Linked DNA regions of Sus scrofa: region 2 is linked to region 1. Evidence: chromatin contacts called from public HiChIP or PLAC-seq data. All regions are on one chromosome and are shown on one strand. Each heading gives the region's core, a stretch centred on a gene start, on an enhancer-like site or on the middle of the called end of the contact. The rest is flanking DNA. Distances are from core to core; before and after follow the strand shown. Region 1 holds the start of SYNJ2BP (synaptojanin 2 binding protein). Region 2 holds the start of TTC9 (tetratricopeptide repeat protein 9A).

Evidence for each region. HiChIP or PLAC-seq counts read pairs in DNA pulled down with a chosen protein or histone mark.
Region 2: an H3K27ac HiChIP or PLAC-seq map of skeletal muscle shows a contact between it and region 1. The contact joins the promoter of TTC9 here to the promoter of SYNJ2BP in region 1. A contact is called at or near these places in 1 of 47 Hi-C or Micro-C datasets (epiblast stem cells) and 1 of 2 datasets of contacts at active chromatin or transcription factors (skeletal muscle).

What each region holds. Positions count from the first base shown.
Region 1 is chr7:93,970,534-93,977,801 of Sscrofa11.1, reverse strand. It overlaps SYNJ2BP (synaptojanin 2 binding protein), which reads left to right and starts at 3,466. Exons shown (of 4, transcript NM_001244991.1): 1 at 3,466-3,643. The coding sequence starts at 3,580.
Region 2 is chr7:94,215,122-94,222,389 of Sscrofa11.1, reverse strand. It overlaps TTC9 (tetratricopeptide repeat protein 9A), which reads right to left and starts at 3,954. Exons shown (of 3, transcript XM_005656367.3): 1 at 2,987-3,954. The coding sequence starts at 3,899.

The DNA of each region.
Region 1 (7,268 bases), core at 2,217-4,716:
ACGTCCACCTGCTTAACAACATAGTTAATCTGATGGGTCATGGTTTGACCTTCTTGTTACCAACTTTATGGCCAATGCAATGAGAGCCAAGCCTCCCTGGCTATTTAATCCTCTTGGCCATCCTCCCAGAGGAAGGTTATAGTCCCCATCCAGGCAGCAACAGGATTGGTCATACCTCTCCAAGAAAACCTAAAGGCTACTAAGCCTACTACATTTTGGGTGAGAGGTACCAAGTTCACTGTCAGCTTCATATATAAGCCTTTCTTTTTTTTTTTTTTTTTTTTTTTCTTTTTCAGGCTGCATCTGCGGCACATGGAAGGTCCTGGGCTAGGGGTCGAATGCGAGCTCCATCTGCTGGCCTACACCACAACCACAGCAACAGAGATCTTAACCCACTGAACAAGGCCAAGGATTGAACTTTCATCCTCATGGATACTAGTCGGGCTCTTAACCTACTGAGCCACAATGCGAATTCCACAAGCCATATTTTCTGACATAGCTTTATGAGAAGCACTGATGTTTGGGGTTTAGGGGCACTTGCTCAAATTAATAAAACTGGTACCAGTGATGATTTCATGTTTCCTCTACTTGAAAGAAGCCAGAGAGAAAGAGGGGTGCTCATAGGGGGATTTGGGTTGTCTATCATTCTAATGTGACACATAAAAACTAAAGTGTGTTTGGGTGTGTGCCTGTATATGCTTCACTGGTTATTCACTTGTATCACAACAGCAAGACTACCTTTCTCTACTGCTCTTTAATGCTAGGGCTGTGACTCAGCAAACTACACTGCCAAGATTCCTTTGACAGCTGCCTTCTGGCTAGGTTCTGCCAACTGGAGACACTAGCAGGAGTTTCCAATTTGGGAAAGGGCATTTTCTTCCTATTTGTAGTTTTTGTCAGCATTTCTCTAGCAGCAAAACAGCTCTGGCTCCAACCTCCATCTTGTTTTTTCAACCTGTCACCAGCAGTGCTATCCCACCTCAGAATTACCACCGTTAACTGGTTGTGAGCTCTGGGTAGATAAGTCCCTATATTAAGTAAATCCACTTAGTTTCAAATATTAGTATGGCTTCTTTATATAATTTATTTATTTACTTTTTTTTTTTTTTTAGGGCTGCACCTGTGGCATATGGAAGTTACAAGCCTAGAGGTTGAATTAGAGCTGCAGCTTCTAGCTTACACCACAGCCACAGCAACATGGGATCTGAGCCTTGTCTGTGACCTACATCACAGCTCTCAGCAACACTGGCTCCTTAGCCCACTGAGCGAGGCCAGGGATTGAACCCACATCCTCATGGATACTAGCTGGGTTTGTTTCTGCTGAGCCACAATGGGAACCCCTCGAATATTAGTATGGCTTCTATTTTCCTGACTAGACCCTGAAAGATATTTATACATACTGAGAATTTCTAGACACTTATGAAAAATATTTAACAGTGGTTATCCTTGGGGAATGGAATTGATAAAGCTGGTGGGGAGGAGGGAACTTTCACTTTTTATTTTATTCCTTTTGACTTCTCTTTTATATCTACTATAAACTGTTTTACTCCTACTCCATGAACTTGTTATATTGCCTGTGAATTATTTCACAATATTTTAGTGTATATACTTAGTTGCCAAATCAGAATTACCAATTTCAGTGCTGACTGCTAGTACTGAATCAAAAGCTCCTACTCTAGAAATGATTACTGCCCTGCCATTATTTTAATTGGTGAGTCTAAGCATCTTTTCATATGATCTTTTTCTATATTTTTCTCATTTGTAACTGTTCATAGAAAACCTTTTTATGACTGAAAAATGTCCTTGTATTATTATCAAACCAAAAACCAAGCAAACAAAAAAGTCATAAAGTACTAGGTATTAGAATTCAACTTTTTTCTAAAAGAAATGCAGAGATATACATACAGATATTAACACACAGACACACTTCTATTTGAACCAGAACTTTAAGCTAAACATTTAAAACTCCGATCTCGGAGTTCCTGTTGTGGCTCAGCAGGTTATGAACCCAACTAGTATCCATGAAGATGCAGGTTCGATCCCTGGCCTCACTCAGTGGGTTGAGGATCTGGCATTGCCAAGAGTTGTGGTGAGTTGTGGTGAGTTGTGGTGTAGGTTGCATATGTGATCATTTTATTCACTCATTCAACCAATAAATGTTGAAGAGGGCTGGAAGTTGAGGGTGGTATTTATCTGAGTTTGAAGTTGTGAAGTTGTCTTTAAAAATTTCATCTCATTTACTCTTTTAAGCAAATATTAAGGATCTATAATCATGCCCTTTTTAAGGTGGGGAAACATGGTTGGGAGGTGTTAGGTTACCTGACCAAACCCAGACAACTAGAAGAAAATGGACCTGAAGCTTCAGATTAGCTCTTCTGACATCACCTCCTGTGTTCTTTCTACTATTCCATATTCACTTCTCTTAGGATTAGCAAATACGAATTAGCAAAATTCTTAATGAATCTGTCTCTTTCTTTGTTTTGTTTTTGTTTGTAAACATAGTAGCTTCTGGTTTGAGGAACAACCTGGAGTTAGACCATAGGGATTGGTGGAAGCCTGAAACGTGTAGTTCCAATTAACGCAAATTCAGATTAAATAGTCAACAGAAGCTACCGTGTTTACTAGTCCTATTCTAGGGACTTAAATTTTTTTTTCTACCAAAAGAAAGAGACTTTTATCCCTCTCTTTCCCAGAGGGTTTTCTTGAGCAGGCATGTAATTACAAAATCCTTCCCCTGTCCCTTCTGTATGTACATAAAATGTATAAAAAGTGAAACAAGCCTCTCGCCAGGAACAGCTCAGGAAAGTTTTTCTTAAGGTCCTAGGAGCCAGCTCTTTGAAATATAATAACCAAGAAAGAGAGTCCCCTATCTGCTCTGAACAGAGGAATTAGCCTAGGCTCCTTGCTCTAAGCTCTAAGTACCTGCTTGACATAGAAATAGAGAAGTTTTCTTTTCCCTTGGATAATGGCAATTAATGAACACAAACGGCCTCTTCAAGGATGACCTACCAAAGAATGTACGGCAAACAGTGTTAAGTCCTCTTAAATGAGAACATATGTATAATGAATGGTACCTTCATGTCTGTATAAAAGGGTGAATTTCTGTCTTAAAAATCGCATTAGCAGATTGCCTGTGACGCCTATCGCAGTCCGGTTCAAAGCTTACTAACAACAAGAACTCCTTACTGCCTCTTAACCGTGGAGATTTTCTGAGACGGCAGGAGAACTTAGTTTTCATTTTTCCTTGACAATATCAATTTATTTATTATGTCTCTTACCTTTACTATCCCTCCCCGCCCCCTACTCCGCCCCCAAGAGTAAATCAGGCTAGAAACGTGCCCCTTGCTCATCCTGCAGGTTGCACCTGGCGAAGGAAGGCGCCACAGCGGCCGTCAGAACCACGACTCCCAGCATTCCTGGCGCTCACCGCTCTCGAGACTTCCTCTTCCGGCCCCAGGGCTGCTGAAACTGAAAGTGCTGGGCTTCTGGCGCTAGACGCCAGGCCCCCCGGCGGATTTTCATCTCCCCCGTCACGAGCTGTTGCTGCTTCAAGTTGGGAAGCCAGACAAACAGTAAAATATGAACGGAAGAGTGGATTATTTGGTTACTGAGGAAGAAATCAGTCTCACCAGAGGACCCTCAGGTATGTGCAGAAGTGGTCATCGCCGAGAGTCGGGTACTTGGGGCTGTAATTGCAGAGCGGACACCTCTTCTGCAGAGCCAGATTTCTTTTGGCCTCAGAGAAGGCAGGCCCCAACCTGGTGGTTGCATGCAGTGTTTGCGGGCTCATAGAAGAATATATTGGCATCCAGCGTTAGCATGAGACGGATCTGAGGAATCCACCTCGTTTTTCAGTCGGATTACCGCATGTATTTATAGTCAGGAGGGGTTTCTTTCTGCTACGGGAAAATCCTGCTTTCTAGACCGTGGCCGTGAACTCCACACCCCTCCTTCCATTGCCTACTCTATCACCGTTTCCGTGAAAGACTGTTTAGTAAAAATGGGAGCATAAACGGTGTGGACTGTAAATACATAGCCGTTTTCTTGCTGATAGTATCCCTCCCTCCCTCCTCCTTTCATTTTTTTTGGGAAATTCATTTAGAGGACCACCCGGAATCCTAAAGCAGAAAGAGACTTAGAGGTCTACTCGGGAAGTTCCCAAACCTGGTTTCGTCTCAAAGTTATGTAAGATTTTTTTGGGTTTTCTTTAAAAAATAAAAGGGCAATTCCTAGAACCCATTTCTGTTAATTTGGATTCAATGCAGGTGTTTCTTTGGGCTTTTTCGTCCCTCTTTCCTCCTTCCCTCCCTCCCTCTTTCCCTTCTTCCTTTCATCCTACCTTGCTTCTTTTCTTCACAAGCACATCAACTGATTCTGATACTACCAAATCCTCACTGACCCCTACAGTCCTCTTACCTCCTGATGCCCTTCATTTCACTAGGCTCTTCACGTTACTCCCTGCTATCTGCCTTGGCTTTTGTTGCCTTTCCTTTACAGCTGTCTAGTGTATCGATTAAGAGAGCTTTAGCTTTGGCTTAAACAGGTCCAAATCTGGAATCTAACCTCTTACTAGTTCTTTGATATTTATTGGCTGACGAACTTTATTACTGATGTAAGTCTTAATTTCTCATCAGTAAAATGTGCATGATAATAGAATACACTTACTAGGGTTATGAGAATGAAATCTAACTATGTAAGATCTTTAGAACGTTGTGTGGTAAGCACTGTGTGTTTGCTGCTGTTGTTAATAGACAAATGATTAGTAAATTCTCCTAAATACTGTCATTTCAAGAGTCTCCAAGTCATCAAGTATCATAGGCTCTCTCTGAAATGTTTTGCATACGCCTTTCAATCCTGTTTCCATCACCACTAGACCAGTCCATCTTTCCTCATCAGGTATTTTGATATAGCTTGGTCCACCACTCATAGATTATTCTTCATAAAATGTGGCTTTCAGAATCATCCATGCTGTCTTTTTTCTTGTTATGAAAAATTGGAAATTGATTTTACTTATAAGACTGTAGTTCTTTGCTAATCTGCATGGTTAAATGCCGAAAAGATTCCATACGAGCTCCTAAACTTTTGTTAAAGGCTCATTCAGTATGACCAAGTGTCTTAATACACTTTTTCTATTTCATATGAATTTTTCATCTCTCTTAATATTGACTTTTGAGGAGAACAGTTGTTAAACCAAAATCTGTTTTTCTGTACTTTTCATCCATTACTACTTGTGCTTCTCTTGGGCCAGGTGAAACAATGGTAGGTCATTTTCTGATTGCCCTGCAATTATTTAAAGGCATCTGGTTGTGTTTTGTCTCTTTCTCCTACAGTGTAACTATCCCTAGTTGTTCGGTTAGCTCTCTTGTGATGCGATTTTAGGTTTGATTCTTGTCTCTTGCTTAAACCTGTAACATATTTTGACATAACCCTTCTGCTGTGGTAGCCACAGGTATTTTCAGGATTTCCTGACTAGAGCAGAGCAGAACTCTGATGTTGTGTTGTTTGTTCTAGTCACTAAATATTTTTAAAGTATAATATCACCTCACCTTTTTTTGGCATTTACGTAATATGTTTGCTTAATGTTCAGCTCACCATTCACTAAAATTTCTGATCCTATTAGTCTTGCAGACCTAAAGTTCCTAGTGTTAGTTAACATTTTTCTAAATTATTGGCATTAGGACAAATGTCAGAGGACTAAGTAAAATAATTGTATCTAGCTAATATAGCTCACCCCAAAATTGTTGAATTTCTGTTTTGTATGTGCATTTATTCAAAATGAATGGATTTATTCACCTAGTGACTTTTAATTTTTTTCTAAGCATTTTCATGTCTTACTCATATAAGTTGATAAGCTTAAGAGTTTAGGCAAGTGGAACCCCAGACTTGGATTAAAAACAATCATTCGAATATTTGTTAGTTCAGTTAACAAGAAAAGATTCCAACTGTGTTTATCATCCCCCAAAGCTAGTTACTCTTAAAAAAATCTCATAGTCTACCTCAGCTTTTCCTTACTGTGTCATCATGAAGATACATAGGAAGGAAGTCAGTTATTACCACTAGAAGCTTCCAGTAGTTTTGACAGTTCCATAATGATCTTTATTTCTGTAGAAGAAATATGAAAAACTTCTAGTTCCCTAAGTATGCCTTTCTTTTTTTAGGCAGCATTGTCACTCTTTGTCTGGGTACAGTTTCCTGTGCAAGGACCTGATAGTTTAATCAGGTAACTGCAAGAATGTATGTACTTTTGCTTTTTTGTGTCAGTATTCTATCAGGGGTAGGAATCTTGGATATTTCCAGCACTTGGGCCCATTTTGCCAAGTGTCTAATCTTGCTTACTGTAAGGGAAGTAAAGTTTTGGGAAAATTATAGCAATAGAGTATGTGGTGAGGCAAAAAGAAGCTTGGTATGTAGCTTGGCATCTGTCCTGTGCCTACTTACTCAGCCATGTAAGGTGAGTCTTAGGCTGGATGACTTTGGAAGTTTCTTCCATTTTCAAGAGTTCATAATTCTTTGGCCTATTCCAAGTGTTGTTTTATGATTCCTACCATTTTGAACCAACAGTAGGTGATCTGAAGAATCATCACAATCTCAAATGCCTTCAAGGGTTTGAAGAGTTCATCTTTTATCTTTAATGGAACACTGTCTCTTTTCCTTCTGAAGGACTCCTTTAGTCTCTCGCCTCTCACTTTTTCCTTTAACAAATGGAGAGTTCTTAATGATGGAAACACTCGGTTACGCTAAGAAGTATGACAAGAGCCTAATCTAGCTTTTTTTCATTGTGACAGGTAGAGATTGGCCATAAAGACATCCCTTCACCTTGGATATTAGGATTCTTTGTTCAGGACTGAGGGCTCTGGGTTTCAGCAAGTTGCTCCTGATCTACCATCTTTAAAGAGGAAACAAAATCTCTAATTTTCTACTTTCTTTAAAGGAGTTGCAGAGGATAATGGTTTGATACAGTGTTATAATGATGAACATTTAAGGAAATAGGAAGTATTATCTTTCTGGCAATGTGCTGGTGACCATACACACACACACACACACAAGTATAATTTTTTTTTTTTGCATCAACTGTGAATGGTGATTAATCCACATTATTAGGTGAAGAAATTGTCTCTCAGTGAAGTTAAGCGTAAGTTTCAAAAGCCAGGAATTTAACCCGGATTTCTTTCTTTCTTTCTTTTTTCTTTTCTTTTTTTTTTTTTTTTTTGTCTTTTTGCCTTTTCTAGGGCTGCTCCTGCGGCATATGGAGGTTCCCAGGCTAAGGG
Region 2 (7,268 bases), core at 2,705-5,204, 240 kb before region 1:
AAGCTAGAACACATCGCAACCTCAGGCACTTTGCAAATTGCCTGCATACCTGTGAAGTGGTCACCTCAAGTCATCCAAATGGATTTTTAGACTAACATCTCTTAGTAGATTCTAGCTGCCCCCTTACTATTCTAAAGCCTTCCATGCAGAGTAAAGGGTGCAAGGAGCCTAGGTTTCCTCCAGAAACCTCACAACAGTCTTTTGTTTGGTGCTGATTTGCCCTTAGCAACACAGCCTAATCCTCCAGGTACTTCTGGGCTAGTCCATGGTCCTTTTAAACCCCCAAACCTCTCCCTTTACGCACAGATCCTTGAGAGAACCGACATCTTTGGACTGCTCCCGCCTGGAGACCCCTGGGGTGCTCAGCCAGCATGGCAGCCCCAGTGGAAGGGCCAGATGCCTTTTTGCCAGAACAAACTCGCAGGTGCTGTTTCCTTCCTTTTATCAGGCAAGAGGGCCATGCTGTCCTAACAGCAGCAACAGTGGTCATCTTTCCTTCCCTTCCATCAAATGATCGTTATAGATACACATTTAAAAGTTTTAGGTTTCCAGTGAAATGAATCTTGACAAGAATATTTTAGGGAAATGTGAAAATGCTTCTGACATAATGACAAATGGGGATAAAAGCAGGATACAAGAGGTCCTTAGCTTTGTAAATAGTTTACGTTTATGTATAGAAAAAAATGCAGGAAGGAAAGGCATCACAATGGATTTCTTTGGTTGGTGAGGTCAAAGATAATTTTGCATTTTCAGAAAAAAGTACATTGGAGTTCCCATCATGGCTTGGCAGTTAGCGAACCCGACTAGCATCCATGAGGATGAGAGTTCCGATCCCTGGCCTCGCTCAGTGGATTAAGGATCTGGAGTTGTCATGAGCTGTGGTACAGGCTGCAGACACAGCTCAGATTCCTTGTTGCTGTGGCTCCAATTGGACCCCTAGCCTGGAACCCTCCATATGCTGTGGGTACGGCCCTAAAAAGACCAAAAGACCAAAAAAATAAAACATAAAGAAAAACATTTTATAGGAATGCCTTGCTTTCATAATCCATAAATTACTAATATTCATAAGTGGTGAGCACTGGAGAAGGCAGCAGAGGGAGAAATCCATTAGTACTACTTTCCATTCTCTTAGCACCGAAGTTTTCCTAAGTGTTTGGCGGGTGGTGTGGAAGTGGAGGAGCTGTCTAGATCTGGCCCCGCCCTGACTGGGCTGGCCTGACCAAGGACACATCTCTGGTTTCACCATGGAAATGTAACCACTTCTGGGGTGGAAGGTAGGCAGTGCTAGCCATGGGCCAGTAGCCAAAAGCATGGGGTGAGGGGCAACCTTAGAATGCCCATGGAAAATACTAAATATAATACTCTGTCACCACTCCGAAATCACTGCATTAGTGATCCAGAGTGCCTCTTCCTCCACACATGGTTACTTGGCCCTTAACAATCCTCAGGCAGTGGTGAATATGCCAGAGACTTACAGGAAATAAAGGGAATTTATATAAATATATATAAATAGAGGTGTACCTTGTGATGGATTGAAATAGTCCATCTATGCTGTATTACTACAACTCTATCTGCTGCCCTTATCACCAGTGCTGGTATCAGCACCATTTCTACAAGTGCTCCTCCTACTATTATTATTCATCAATCCTTTAATTAGCAGTTTGTAAACTGCTTAACCATTTACAAAGTGCCTGGGCTTTGCCTGATTAAAGACGACACTGGACATGTCATTATGGGAAGGCAGAGGGAGGCTGGCACTTGGGATCTCAAAAGGAAAAGAGCTGACTGGCACTTAGGAATGGAGCATAATTATCCATATTTTTTTTTCAATCCCCCAACTGCCTGGTCACCAGACAAATCCATCCTCAGCCACACCCATTCTCCTAAGCTGACTCTGCCCCAACTGTCCAGAGCTAGTTTGGGCAACTTCAAGGATTAGGGACTAGGAGTGATGGCCTTTTATTTGGTCAGAGGAGCTAGATCATGGCCAAATCCTACAAAATGGGGTGGGAGGAGAGGAGAGAGTGCTTTTCAAAAAGGGCCATTGCCTCTGCCATCATCTTCCACCTTTTCACAGGCTCCTCTGTTTTTAGAGACTAAATTTTCCTGTGCCAGAGTTAAATGTTTAAAAATGACCCGACTTTGACCTTAATCCCCAAAGTATACTGGGGAATGTGTACCTAACCTTCTATCCCAATCAAAGGGCTCCCTCACCCTCAAGCCTAGCAGCCAGCTGGCCTGAGGACCAATGCTACAGCAGAGTGAGAACAAGGCAGGGAGGGGAGACAGAATGTAGCACAGCCCAAGCCCAACCTTGAGCTAGCTTCCCTTTGAGATCGCTCTCTTCACCTGGCAACGGGGCCCCAGCAGAGCTCCGAGAGAAGAAAGTGGCATTCTGGAATCCATCTTGCTTGAGATGCTGAAGGCATCTTAGCAAACTGCCCTTTACTACTGAGGCCAAAGGAACTTGGGGAAGGACTTTACTATAGGGATGCGGCCAGCGGGGGTGGGGGAAAATGAGGGAGAGCTCCGGTGCCAACGATCCCCGAGGAGCGCAACCGCTGGGCAAGCGGTGGGTGCGGGTGGCCCACCCTGGGTGCTGCTTCCCGCATTTGGACCCAGGTCCACTGCTGAGCAGTAGTAGCGGCAGTCGCCGCCAGGCCGGCTGAATCCCCATCTGTCTGTCCAGCTATTTATAGGTGAGATTTACGAGGATGCGAGGGAAGAATGCGGGATGACAACGAGTTCTGGAAGGTCTAATCCTAAAAGTCACACTTCTTCTAAAGCGCCCCCTCCCAGGTTCTCCTTCCCAGGGCAGAGCAGCACGGTCCCAGCTGGAGAGTGTGCGTCGCGGGCGCGCCGAGGCTACGGGCCGTGACCCCTGGGGCCGGGCGGGGGGCGGGGGGGGGAATGGGGATGGGTGCTGAGCGGGAGACCTAGAAGGCAGGGGGAGGAGGGGTCGGGGGCGCGACGCGACGCAGCTCACCTGCCAGGCTGTTGTAGCAGTCGATCTCGATGGCTTCCACCGTCTTGCTCTGCTCCTCTGAGAGGCGACCGGGGTTGGGGGCCCCGGCCGGGGAGGCCGAGCGCGAGTCCCGCTCCCGTTCCCCGGCAGCCGGCAGCAGCCCCTTCAGCTCCAGCAACGCCCTGTGGTATTTGCCGATGGCTTCGCGGAATTTCTTGTCCTTGTAGCACTGCGCCCCTTGGCTCTTGAACTCGTGCGCGCGCCTGATGAACTCGGCGGGCTCAGCCGCCGCCCCAGCCTGGCCCCGCGCCGGGGTCCCTCCGCTGCCGCCCGGGACGCACAGAGGCGGCTGTGGCCGCTGCGCCTCACCGGCCGCGGGCGGGCTAGGGTTTCCTTTGGCCCCGGCCGCCGAGCCCTTCCTCTCCATTCGGCCGCCTCCCGGCTCCCCGCGCGCGCCGCGATCCGCCCGTCGCCGCCGCTGCCGCCGCCGCGCCCTCCCGGGTTTAAAAGCGGCGGGCACCGGCCTTGCGCCTGGCAAGCTCGGCCACTGCCGTGACACCCCGCGGCGGTCTGTCGCCCCGCACTCCCATTCTCTTCGCTGTCTGCGGGAGGCTGCTCTCTCCTCCTCCTCCTCGGATTGCCTTCCCCTCCTTCCCTCCTTTCTTCCCTCCCTCCCCCACTCCCGCGCCGCCCGCCCGCCCTCCTCCTCGCCCTCCTCCCCTCCCGCAACCTGCGGAGGTGGCGACCTGGCCCTCGCGCGCTTCAGGGCTAGCGGTATGGGGGACCGGGGGCCCGATGGGGTTGGCGGTGATTGTTGCTGACCCGGAAGAAGCTTGGCTCCTTTGAAGGAGGGGAGGATTAATGACAAAGACCGGCCCGTTCTTTCCCATTCAACCCGGCCTTGGGAGAAGCGGCTAGTCTGAAAGACACGCATGGGGGAAGGGTGTGTGTGTGTGTGTATGTATGCGTGTGTAGGGAAGGGTGTGTGTGTGTGTGTAGGGAATGGGGACGCCCGCGTCGAAGGCTTGCAGACTCACCCTCAATAGATTTCTTATAAACTAAAAAGAAAGGTGCAAGAGGGAAGCCAGGGGTGTGGGCAAAAGCCACAGCTTCTGGTTCTTTGCAGTAAGGCGTTGATATTTTTAAGGTGGCAGGGCCTCTTTTTGTGTGTGTGGATGCAGGTGGTGGCTGAGGTGGGTCTCCGTGGGGGGCTGCACCGGCACCCAGAACACAATGTGCACTTCAGAGTGGGGCGTTGTATTCTAGGAGCCGCTGTATGCTGGCGCCTGGACGTGCGGGCAGTTGTGCAGAATGAATCACAGACATCAGAGATGGAAAACACCTGTTACTGTTGGTCATCAGGGCGGGCGTGCGTTCTAGTTTCTAGTTTCTGTTTACAGGCCAGTTCTTCCCCGCCTTGGGAGGTTCCATCCCTTACTTCATTCATTCTTTCGGTGAGCCCTGAGCGGCTGGCTGTCTGCTGGGGATTTCCTGAGGTCAAGGAGGGGACAAAGACAGGCAAGGAAGGGACTGCCTTGCTCTCACTTAACTAACTCCCAGTCTACTGGGGATATACACCACTCATCGGTAGAGTCACCCTGCCAGGTAGAGATTGGCAAATGTTATCGGGGAGGAATGGAAAGTGCAGTGCAGTCTGGAGGAAAGGAGGCTTTGAGCAGGAAATGGCATTTGAGGGCCTTGAAAGATGGGTAAGATCTGGACATGAGGAAATAGATGGAAATGACATCTCAACCAGAGTGAGGAAACAGCTGAGGTCATGATGTTCAGAATCTTGGATGTGTTTGGGGCATAATGGTTTGATTTTTGTGGCCTAAAGAGAAGTAACTGGAAATGATTGGGTTACATTATGGAGGCATTTGGATGAAGGGCTTGCATTTGATTTTGTAAACAATGGAGAAGGCTGGCCTGTTTTTTAGTGCCCCCACCTTTTTTCTTTCTTTCTTTTTTCTTTTTTTTTTTTTTTTGTCTTTCCTAGGGACACACCTGCAGCATATGGAGGTTCCCAGACTAGGGGTTGAATCAGAGCTGTAGCCACAGGCCACAGCCACAGCCACAACCACAGCAACGCCAGATCTGAGCCTTGACTGTGACCTACACCACAGCTCACGGAAACGCCAGCTCCTTAACCCACTGAGCGAGGCCAGGGATTGAACCCACAACCTCATGGTTCCTAGTCGGATTCGTTAACCACTGCGCCAAATTCCAAGTGCCCCCACCTTTATGAGGCTGAGATAAATATATATATATATATATATATATATGTATTGTAAAGCAGTGGTTTTCAAAGCACAGCTTCCTGACCTGCAGCCTCAGCGTCACCTGGAAAATTGTTAGAAATGCAATTTCTAGGGTCCCAGTCCAGAACTACTAAACCCTAGGCATAGGATCCAGTAACCTGTACTTTAACACTTCCCTGCCCCATTGGTTCAAATGCATACTTAAATTTGAGGACCCCAGCTCCAAAACCTTATTACTCAAAGTGGAGGCCTTGGACCAGTAGCCTCACCCAGGAGCTAGTTAGAGATGGAGAATCTGCAAAATCGCAGACCTACTAACCCAGAATCTTCAGGTTACCAAGATCACCAGGTGATACATGTGCCTGTTAAGAGTGTGGAAATCACTGCTCTAGAAGATTTGCAAAGTACAGAAACATATAAAGAAGAAACCCCCAACCCTACACCATCACCCAGATATATGCTTTATGAGCATTTTCATGTAATTCCTACTGGTTGTGTTCTATGCATCTATATTTGTACAGAGTGCTCTTTTAACAAATATGAATGGTAAGGGACAATATACACACTTTTTATTTAATTTATATTTTATGCTCTATGTGATTAAATAGTCTTTTAATGCCTTATTTTTAATGGCTTCATAGTATTCACTTTATGTCTGTAGCACGGTGTACATAACCATTTTTCTATGGTCAGATAGATTGATTCCAATTGTTTGCTACACTAAGGAACACTGAGATAATAAGAAATAATAGATGCCTTTTATATCATAACAATCTAGTGAGATAGGTGCTATTATTATCCCCATTTTGGACACCAGGTCACATAGACTTGCTCAAGGTCACAGTGCTAATAAAGAGTAGAGCTGGGCTTTAAATCCAAGCCATCTGGCTTGTATCTATGCTCTTAATAACTTTTTATACTTAAATTTTTGTCCTAATTCATCTTCCCTTACAAGAAATTAAGCTAACTTCTCAAAATGTCTTGAACCTGCTGTCAATTTGCTTTTTAGAAAGGTTCCTCCCACCAGCAACATGCTAGTTTCCCAACATCTTTGCCAATATGGAAGTTTAAACTTTTAAAAATATTTTCTATTTTGATAAATAAGAAACTGTATATTGATTGAACTGGAATATCTTTACTTTCTAGAGTGAACATTTTTCACAGATGTAGTTGCCATTTGTATAGTACTGAGGGTTTCTATTTGGACACAGCCTTAATATACTAAATCATATCTTATATGTTAGAGCACCTTATTTTTCTAAGTGTTTGAATATCTTTAATCTCATTTAATCCTCACCTTAGTCCCAGAGAAGGAAAAACAATTCTCTATTCACACAGTGAGTTTGCAGTAGTTTCTGATCAGTGTGACATCATACTAGTTCAGTGGTTAAGAGGCTTTGGACTTAGGTAAGAGCTGGAATTCTTTTTTTCTTCTTTTGGCCACACCTGTGGTATGCAGAAATTCCTAGGCTAGGGACCAAACCCACCAGCCAGAGCAGCTGCAGTGACAATGCCAGATCCTTAACCTGCTGAGCCACAAGAGAACTCTTGGAATTCTATTTTTGCTGCTTCCTGAGCAAGTTGTTTAACTTCTGGAAATTTCAAATTTCCTCATTAAATGAGGATACTCCTTACCTCAGAGGGTGGCTCTGAAGTACGTTTTACAAGGTGGTAACTTCTATCATGGCTCCTTAAATCCTGTCATTATTGGAGCACATAATAATGTTATGGCAGACTCTGCTTAGTCCATATTTGTGAACCCCTGACCCCTTTCACTTTAAGGTGTTGTGTCAGGTAGAGCAAAGGAAAAAATTGGGGAGTTGGATGCTCTGAGTTTTTATTGTTAACTTCCTATTGAGGTAGGAAAAGCTACTGAAGGCAAATATTAGATGAAGATCCAGGCCTGGGATTTGGCTACCGTCAGAACGGAGATGTAAATTGGGTCATGATTGTCACCATATTTAAGTGTGAGAAATATTGATGTACAAGATAGCTTTTTTTTTTTTTGTCATCTTTGTTTTTATAGGGCCACACCCACGGCATAT